Linked DNA regions of Xenopus tropicalis: region 1 is linked to region 2. Evidence: chromatin contacts called from public Hi-C data. All regions are on one chromosome and are shown on one strand. The core of a region is the stretch at or near the end of the contact, and the rest is flanking DNA. Distances in the headings are between cores, read along the strand shown. Region 1 holds the start of dmrt3 (doublesex and mab-3 related transcription factor 3). Region 2 holds the start of dmrt2 (doublesex and mab-3 related transcription factor 2).

Evidence for each region. A called contact is a pair of places that touch in the nucleus more often than the background predicts.
Region 1: a contact with region 2 is called in a Hi-C map of neurula embryo, with 3 times the contacts expected there. The contact joins the promoter of dmrt3 here to the promoter of dmrt2 in region 2. A contact is called at or near these places in 3 of 5 Hi-C or Micro-C datasets (gastrula embryo, neurula embryo and tailbud embryo).

Annotation. Positions count from the first base shown.
Region 1 is chr1:128,688,657-128,693,523 of UCB_Xtro_10.0, forward strand. It overlaps dmrt3 (doublesex and mab-3 related transcription factor 3), which reads right to left and starts at 1,990. Exons shown (of 2, transcript NM_001256220.2): 1 at 1,561-1,990. The coding sequence starts at 1,957.
Region 2 is chr1:128,545,026-128,550,583 of UCB_Xtro_10.0, forward strand. dmrt2 (doublesex and mab-3 related transcription factor 2) reads right to left here and starts at 3,504. Exons shown (of 4, transcript NM_001100256.1): 1 at 3,324-3,504; 2 at 1,901-2,403; 3 at 349-451. The coding sequence starts at 2,347.

The DNA.
Region 1 (4,867 bases), core at 740-3,239, 140 kb after region 2:
TAAAAGAAGATATTACTAAAAATAGAGTATTAGAAACTCATCTAATGTTTGCCATAAAGCATGTGAGTTCCCCAGTTGCCATGAACGAATATATTTTGTGGTCAGATGGGACCAAGACCAAGATGTATCTATTGTTAAAAGTAATATTACAAGGAAATACTGCAAACATATTTGACTGCTAAAAAGTGAAGTACCCCAAGGCAACCAATCAGTCATTACATTACAAGTCAAAAAGAAAAGTAAAAGAAAATTGTTACAGCACTAGTGCAATTTGCCCCATCTAGTGCAATTCCAAACATAACCCAAAGTAATACTGGAGAGGCTCAGTATCAAAAAGGTGACTGTACTGTAATGGCCCAGTAATAGCCTTAATCTCAGTCCAACAAAGAATATGTAGTATTAATTAAAAAAAAAAACATGTAGAAAATTCCTCTTGAAGCATGGGCTAAAAAGCAAAAGCTTTAAAGCTGCAGTTGTAGCAAAACCTGACGCTATACAATATTACATTTTGGGTGATGAAACTTATGTAAACCGCATATTTTTATTTTTTCATTCTTAAAATTGTTAAATATAACGAATCGTAAGTTTCGTAAGATTCGTAAGATTTGTTATTTCGTTACATAAGCGAATTTGACAGCACAGTATAAGGGTGAAGACACACGGAGCTACTAGTAGCAGCCACTTGTGTGGCTACTAAAAAAGACATTGCTGATCAATGCAATTACTAATAATTGTCTCTACGTGTGTTTTAGCAGAGACAATTCTCACTATTGTCTATGGCAGGGTATTTTCTGGAGTTTAGTAGCCTTAAAAGTAGCTGCTACTAGTAGCCCAGTGTGTCTTTACCCTAATATAAGAATAAGACATATGACAGCCATATATGTTTATGATTAGTGGCCCTATTTCACCTGCCTATCTGTGCGAGGGGTACAATCTATGTGTCTTTCCACAAAAATGCACAGAAATGTGATTTGGCTGAACAAACATGGCAGTACTGAGGAACCTTTTACAAACTATTGTTCAAAGTTTTTTTCATTATGTACAGTGTTGATCGCATAAAAAGCAATATAAAAGTAACACATTTAGGAGAACTTGGCGGGACCGGGCGACCCCTACCACGAATCAACAGAAATGTTTGCTACCAACCAAACTGCCTATATAAGCCCTAAGGGAAGAGGCAAGGTTTGTTGCTAAGTTTCCTTTTCCACTTCCTGATGCGCAGAGAGTCCTGTTGTAAGGCTAATGACAAGCAAGGGTTTGCTTTGACAGCTGATAACGTCGGCAGTTAAAGTGAAAACTGAATATTCCTGTCCAGGTCATTAAATTCATTCAGTTGTATACAAATATCGAATGGCCCCGTGTTTCTATGAAAGAAGCAGGTTGCATTAAATTGATGCCCTATTCCCTCAGCAATGATCCACCCAGTCTGTAATTAAACAATCTTTCATCCCCTTGGTACCATTACTTTTATACCCATTGCACTAAAGATGATGCCTATTTGGATTTGAAAGCATACCCATGCAGATGCCATACACACTGTCATTTGTCTGTGATACCCACCTGCCTTCACTGAGAGCGGTAGGGTAGGGGGAGCCTCCTGTGCCCATCGGATGCCAATCTCTCCAGGGCGGCCAGGCTGCTGGGCTGTGTCTGTGGCCAGGCTGGAAGTCAGACCCGGCACTGCCCTGAGTGTGTCTGGGATCAAGCTTTCCAAGCTCTCGTTGGCCTGTTGCCTCCGCAGTGCCACCTGGGCAGCCATCACTCTCTGCCGCTCTATGATGAGGATGCACTTCTCGCAGGTACAGTCCTTAAAGCGACAGTAACGTTTGTGCCCTTTCAGCCAGGAAAGGACGCCGTGATTCCTACAGCGGGCACATTTGGGGGTCCTCTGCAGGGGGGCCCGGGGCTGAGACACTGGGCCCCCCATATACAGGTATGGAGAACCGTAACCATTCATGGCTCTGGGGTGCAGGTGTATGTGAGCGGGTAGCACCCACAAACCTCCCTACATAAGGGCGCTGGGACTTTGGCTCCGAAGTAGCTGCAACAATGAGTTCAATTCAGATCGGTGCCTCCCGCCACTCACTGTCTCCTGGCAGGGCGGCTGCCACGCTGCCCCTTCTTCCTTCTCTTTAAGGGCAGGATTTGCGGGCATTGGCTATGGCAGGTGTGGGGGGATTGCGTGCTTGTGGTCTGCCATGCCGGGGAGATGGAGCTGGGGTCAGTGTGTGCCCCTCTGTATCTGAGTGCAGGTGCCCGGTCTCTGCTTCAGTCTCCCTGAATGGCAGGCAGCTTCCTTTCCCTTCAACACCTCCCAATACCCCATGGCTTGCCCCGCCCACTAAACGGTACCGCCCCCTTTCGTCAGTACTCACAGCACAGTTGGGAAGGTACCCTGCCTGGCCGGGAGTCTCTGGGGAACTGAGGTCCCATTATGGAAGCAGCCTACTTTCATACTGACCAACAGTCCTATGTGCAACTATATATATCTATCTATATCTATCCATCAACCTGTCTATCTATCTAGTTACCTATCTATCTATAAAAAATATATCCCAGTAGTAATGGGGAAGCCAATATTAAAAAAATTACAATTATGAATTGTTTATATATAAGGAAGTAGTTACGATCTATCTATATCTCTCTATATATATCTATAACTATCCATCTATCAATCATCTATGTATCCATCTATCTATTTATCATCTGTCTATCTATCTATCTATCTATCTATCTATCTATCTATCATCATCTATCCATCTATCTATCTATCTATCTATCTATCATCATCTATCTATCATCTATCATCTATCTATCTATCTATCTATCTATCTATCTATCTGTCTGTCTGTCTGTCTGTCTGTCTGTCTATCTATCTATCTATCTATCTATCTATCTATCCATCTATCTATCATCTATGATCTATCTACCTATCTATCTGTCTGTCTGTCTATCTATCTATCTATCTATATCTATCTATCATCTATGATCTGTCTATCTATCTATCTATCTATCTGTCTGTCTGTCTGTCTGTCTGTCTGTCTCTGTCTATCTATCTATCTATCTATCTATCTATCATCATCTATCATCTATCTATGGTTTATCTATGATCTATCTATCTATCTATCTATCTATCTGTCTGTCTGTCTGTCTGTCTGTCTGTCTGTCTGTCTGTCTCTATCTATCTATCTATCTATCTATCTATCTATCTATCTATCTATCTATCTATCTATCTATCATCTATCTATTATCTAGCTATAATAAATATATCCAAGTAATAATGGCGAAGCCAATATTAAAAGAATTACAATGATGAATTGTTTATATATTGGGAAGTAGTCGGTCAGTTTGAAAGCAGTGTGGGAACTTTTCTTCCAACTTAGCACCAGATCTTGTTATAGGCCGAAGAAAATACATCACACCCTTCACTATTTATGGTTTAAATGTGCCTTAGCAGGCAGCAGCAAGTGCAGAAACTGTCTGTGCCCAGAGAATAGTATTCCATCCATTGCTGTAAGATTGCTGGCAAATGTCTATAGTAAGAATCTTCGCCCAGGCTTCCCAATTACCTTAGCAGGGTCCGTCCCTCTCTGGCCTGAACTTGGAATTAAGAAGTGAGGTGTAAAAAGGCAACGTGCAGATTCGATAGTAAATTTATGCTTATGATATTAACTCTGTAAATCCCATGCCGCAGAAATTGAAAAATAATGTCCAGTCCTACAGTCATTGAAATGCAGTTATGTAGTTGGTCACTTTCTATACCAAGTGAAAGAACAGGGACTGTCCCTGGAATTTAGGGAAAGTGTGATATATATTGCAGCCCCCAGTTCCCTGCTGCACCTCTGTATCCAACGCGCTACTAGAAGCATAGAGATGTGGAGATATGAGAATATAGGCCAGGCTGCAGCTAGCTTTATGTCTCTATATAAATCCCCATTTAGTCGGATGTGCCAGGAGCGCCTGGGGTTTCATATAATAAATCTATTACTGGCATCAACTTTGTGGAATTGTTTCATATTGTTTATTATACGCTTTAATTTGGAACCGAATGAATACCGATATACTTGCATCTGGGGGTTGGTGCATCCGGGGTGGGGAGCAATATATTGGCTACATACACAGTTGAACCCAATAAGGGAACTGAGCACATTCACCCACCAGCTAAGCTATTTATACGATCAGATTCAGTGAGTGCTGCAGACAGGATGCAAAAATCCCAAGTTGTACCTATTTGACTTCTGCATGTCAGGACTGAGATTCATGATAGGCCCTGGCATTTCAAGAGCACAGAAGCACAAAAAAACCCCCCACAGGCCCAATACATAGAGACTATCCATGGCTTTTTACAGCAACCACCAGTGTCAGACTGGGCCACAGGGACACCATGAAATTTCCAAGTGGGCCCAGGTGTCAGTGGGCCTCCTGCTTCTAGCCATTTGGCCTAACTCATGGAAATTACTTATTTTTCTATGGGAACAAAGCAACTAAGACTAAATAAACTAGGAAAATCTGAATAATAAGAAGTGGATGAAAAATAGCTTGGAGTCCAACACTGGCAGCCACCCTGGCATTTGCCAGAGCTTACAGATTGCCAGTCCAGGTCTGTACTACTTCCTTCTCTCCGGAAAAATCCCCCAAACCAATAGGAGTCTCTGCTAGCTCAGGGTCTGGCTGATGGGGATATTCATTAGGAAAACTCTGGCTACACCCGAAGGGAAGAATCTCTGGCGCTTCCTTTGCTCGGATATAATTTTCATTGTTTGACTTTCTATATTATCTATTACAGAATATAAATGTCACAGGGATTATGCACAGGATGAACATGCAGGAGAGACTAGGCGAGGCTGTGAAGTCTCCAGAACCGCTC
Region 2 (5,558 bases), core at 2,254-4,753:
TTCCTTCTATAGATACAGTTTACTGGTGTTTTGTACCAAGGACACAAATTAATGTTTTTGTTGCTATAGGTCTGCGATTTCACATTGTTATAATCTCTTAGCCGTATTATCCTAACGAATTTGTCCAAATCGTTTTAATAATTTGCAATATGTAAAGTGCCTCCTTAGCTTGGAGCTTACAACATCTGCATTATTACTAGTGCAATAGAGAAGGATAAATAACCAATTTAATGCAATGTAACGATAATACATAGTGGGTAAATTGCCAAAAAGAGTTCAAGGCACTTACACCCACACTGTGAACCAGCGAGGAAATGACTTTTAGGGGGAGGATGGAGAATCACTTACCTTCCAGAATACTCTTGGCCAGTAGGCTCGGGGGGCGAATGTGCCTCTGATACACGGGCTTGCGCTCTGCAATACTGGGCTTGGCAGACAAACCTTTCTTATCCTGAGGAAGGAAACGAAAAAAGAACATAAGCGATCAAACTAACTGCCTTGATTAGTTCCTACTGCAATGTCAATAAAAACCCCACAATCGGCTTAAACTAGGGAATATGGACTGTGTTTTTATGCAAACTTGGCTTCCTCTGATCCGGAAACCAGCGGCTTTAACTACAGCAAACACAATAAAATGTTCAAGGGAATATTTACTAGTTTCAACACAAAATAAACCGACCAGTTACACTGTTTTCATGGGAAACAAATGGCATTTCTTAAGTGCAGCAAAACATCGAGAACAATCTTGTATAAAGAGTCATAGGAAATCTGTTCTGAGACCATTTGCTAGAGATACCCGCAATTATATCTGTTTTCTGTGGAGGCAGGTGGGCAGCATGAACCCCAAGAAACTTGGAAAATCAGATAAAAAAAAAGCTAAAGGCAATTAATAGTTAATAATTGCCTCATCTCTTTAGATGTTTAATTGAAAATGTAAATTTCACATTTTATATTGAAAAAAAAGCAGGCATGTTTTATGCAATGGAATAATTATTTAAATATATATATTTCTATATATATATTAAATATTTCGTTTCTACAAAATTATAAACGGTTGGGCACATTAATATATTGGCAAAGTAGGAATGAAAGTTTAGGGGTGTGTATGTTAGAAGGGCACCCTGCCAAGAGGAAATCCTGTTCGTGTATGGAAGAAGCAAAGAGAGTAAAAATCAATAGAAATATAAATAACCAGTCAATGTGCCTGGCACTTGCTGGCATCTGCTGTAGCCAATGTATGGTAGTACAAGCGAGTACATTTGATCCCAGGCATCTGGAATAATGCAGAGAACCAAACAATGTAAATCCGGTAGGTTGGAGCTGCCAAACGGTTTCTTGTTGCTCATCTGTTTATATGATAAAAAAAAACTAGCCCAAGCTAAAGCTATTTTGATTTTACTATTACCACTTCTATTTTCAACAAATAACAGTATTCATACTACATAGTAATTCTAATAATTCAGTTACATTGCTATCGTATATATTATGTGTAACCCATTCATTTGTCATGCAAAGTATTGGTGCTATGAGGTGAATTCAGAAATCCATCTATTAAGTTTGTTACTCCAGGCCCACTGGACGTTCAGAACACCTTTTGGGTGTTCTGGATAAGAGGACCGACCTAGAAGTACTAGATAAACTGGTATGATGGCACTTCCAGGCAATGGCATGTTCCTGCATTCAGTGATACAGGCAGGTAAGTGATACTACCCCAGAATGAGCCTGTAAGATTATGCCTAATTCTCTACATGCAGCAGAACAATAATATTATTTCGGAAGGCATTTTAGCCTGACACATCACAGCCACAGGCGATTACATTGCAGTAATGTATATTGGGCAGATCTGAGATGGCACCAGACAGGAAGGTGACACTGTGTGTATATGTCCCTTGGCACTCACCTCTGTGGCCTGCTGCCTCCTGAGTGCCACCTGTGCAGCCATGACACGTTGCCTCTCAACCACCAGCAGGCAGTTAGCACACTGGCAGTCCCTCCAGCGGCAGAATCGTTTGTGGCCCTTTAGACAGGACACGACCCCGTGGTTCCTGCATCTGGCACATTTGGGGGTCCTGCTCAGCTTCCTTTGCTCGCCTCCTTTTTCATTGGCCTTCTGTTGCTCCCCTTTACTGACCGGGGCACCATCAGCCCCTTCCTGCTCCTCCTCATCTTCATCTTCTTCATCGAGGTGCCTTGCCCTGCAGAGCTCAGGCTGCCCATCTCCCTCCAGCTCCAGGCTCTCCACGTCTATCTCTGAGTCCCCGGCCAAGGATGAACAGTAGGAGGACAGAGGAGAAGAGGAAGGGTTGGAGGAGGAAGAGGACGGGGCAGGTGCCTTCATCTCGTACATCTCCAGCTGCCCTCGGACTCCAGGCAGGTCCTGCTCCCCGGCTCTACTCTCTTTACCTATGGACAGAGCAACCAAAAGCGTTTCAGTATCAGTGTTATGTTTCTATCTCTCTGCCCACAGATCATTATATTATTATCTTCATACCTAGTCACTCACCCACTGCTTTATATCCATCTATCATCTATCTATCTATCTATCTATCTATCAATCATCTTTCTATCTACTGTATCTATCTATCTACTGTATCTATCTACTGTATCTATTTATCTATCTAGCTATCTATCATCTATCTATCTATCTATCTATCTATCTATCATCTTTCTATCTACTGTATCTATCTATCTACTGTATCTATCTATCTATCTATCTATCTATCTATCTATCTATCTATCTATCTATCTATCTACTGTATCTATCTATCTATCTATCTATCTATCTATCTATCTATCTATCTATCTATCTATCTATCTATCTATCTATCTAATCTATTATTAGGTATATTATTACAAGGGAGCTGTATAGTTTCTCTCCCTGACAATTTCTTGCTGTGCCCCACTGTCCCTCACTTCACCATACAAATACATACAATTTGTCTATAAACAAACTCCAAGCGTGACTATAAAAACACACAGAGCCCCGAGAGAAAGGAGAATTAAAGTAGAGGTATCACCGCAGAATGTGCGTTACATTCGCCTAGTTATATGAATTAAATAATAAAAATAATAAATATGTTTGGTGAACTCTGTGCATTGATACAACTAAGCTAAAGCACACACATGCCAGCAGCGCCGCCTCGCTGAACGGTAACATTTCTAGTTACAGAAGGATCTACCACTTCATTCTCATGAACTTAGACTTATTTTGTATTTTCTTTCCTTGTTGGGGATCATCAGCAAACACACAGCCCAAACATGCAGCGATACAAACACCCAATACACAACTAGCCCCATGATCCCAGTGAGGGACTGTAATTTACCTGCGCCAGGTGGTGCCAGATCCGATCCGGGCAAGTTGCGCTCACTGACAGCGATCAGCAGATGTTGCGGCTCCAGTAGAAGTGGAATATTTCCTCCACTGCTGTGTGCAGATCTGGGTCAGAATGTTCCTAGGATCCAGGTTGGTGCCCCCGGCAGAGAGATGGAGCTGCTAATCCGCTGGTTACTAGCCTGTTTCTAGCAGGGAGTCAGTGTGGGAGCTTTAATAGCCCCTGGCACTCAGCACTCACAGCGCTCTTACAGAATAAGCGGAGGGTTTGGCGTTTCTCCGCGCTGATTGGCTGCTTGAAAGGGCAGGACAAGTTTTATTGGTCATTAACGTCGAGAAAGCCCTTCCCTGCCAAGTACAAGCCCCTCCTCCTGCCCTTGCAGCAGTGATTTTGGGCGCTGACATTAGCAACAGTCGCCGTTAGCCCTTTTTTATCTCCTGTATCTACAGACATTGTTTGCAAAAAATATGCGCCCACAGTTATAAATAGCCCGAGGATGGAATTGTATGTTGTAAATATGCCTCTAGATTGCAATCCATAAAGAGCACAAAGAAATTAAAACAGGGGCAACAAAGAAGAACAAAAGAAACATTTGTTTCATCAAGTGAGTCCGATTTACCCCAAGCAGAGGAAAGTTATGGTGCCATACCTCACCCAACAGGCAATTCTCTTTAAACGTTGTAAATCACCCAAGCCATTAACTTGAATAGAACAAATATATTGTAAGTGGAGTGAATTGTAATGATTAAACCTTCTTTAGTATTTATGCAGATTTTTCAATAACTCATACTTTCCATAAAGCAACAGGAACGTGACAAGGGGGCAGGAAGGTGGATTTTGGTACTTGCAAATTTTCATATTATTTAGGGCACCGTTTACATTTGTGTCAGAGGGAGAAAATACACCGCTATCGTGTGGCTGTCACCTTTCCATTCTGAGTAAATACCAGTCATAAGTCGGATCAATTTCGCCAACTAAACATTTTCAATTCAGTGTTTCGATATAGTTAGAGGACCCCACCCTTTTTCCTACCCAAACCACAAGCAAGAATAACATTGCTAAAAAAAATAAAACAAAGCCAGCAAGTGGGAATATTGTCTACATGTAGGACACATTTACATAGCACACCCACATAAAAGTATTATTATTCTACTTAATAGACACGCTTATTTATTTGTGTATTTCTCATGTATGAATAATATGCTTCGAATTCTAACGAAATATGTATTTGCTGGTAGTCACGGTCAGTTACTGGGCAAAGTCTAAGATGATGGGAACACATTCATTAGGTTTGCGCTCACTAACTTGAACAATCTGCAGGTTGCTGCAAGTTTAAACCATGTTATGGGCATCAGCAAGTTTACAGATAAGGAGAGGAGCAGGTGTTTTATATACAGTGAAAACAAAGAAATAAGTAAAACTGCATTCTCTGAACCGGGAGAACTTGAGATAAATCGTTATCTGAAATAGAAAACATTTCAACCCACAATTTTGCTTTGTGTACAGTAAACTTGGTACTGAAGTCAGAGCTGAGTGCCCCTGGCTAACTATGCTGATATGGGATACCCAAACATATACAATGCCGGCTGTAGCCCTGTGTGCCAGGAAGGTGCCAGCAGGTGCAAACACTGGCATTCAGTATGCCAGCCCATATTAATGTAGCACAAAGCAGGAGAGGGCGATTCTCACCCCCTGGTGCAACACTGTGCAACACTAGGGCAAAATCCCACTTGTTTGTAAATAGCTACAACTACTTTGCGAGTAATGATTCCAATAATGTAACTTTACGCTATTCTGTACTATGTCATTGAATCTGATCTTTCAAACCAGATTGGTAATAATGGGGTACAACTTAATGGAAGTCAGGCTTCAGCCATTCTTTTAATTTTATTAAATGTTTATTTTTTATGTTTATTTTTGTATAGTATAGTATAGTTGCATAGTATAGTATAGTTTTATAGTGTATTATAAATGGGCCGGAAAAGTTGTCAATCGCAGAGTCTTTGCTGCTACACAGACCAAGCATTAGATCGCTGCTTCTGTAGGATTTCTATACAGACAGCTCAGGCAGTTCCTTGTGTTCGGTGTGAATGGTATGGAAGCCCTGTCTCCACGTAAAGGACTTACCGTCTGGGCAGCCCTAGGCTATTCTCCTGTAATTCATGTCTGAAATGCTTATATAGGGGTTTAATTACTGTATAGCCTCTAATGCTTTCTCTACGCAAA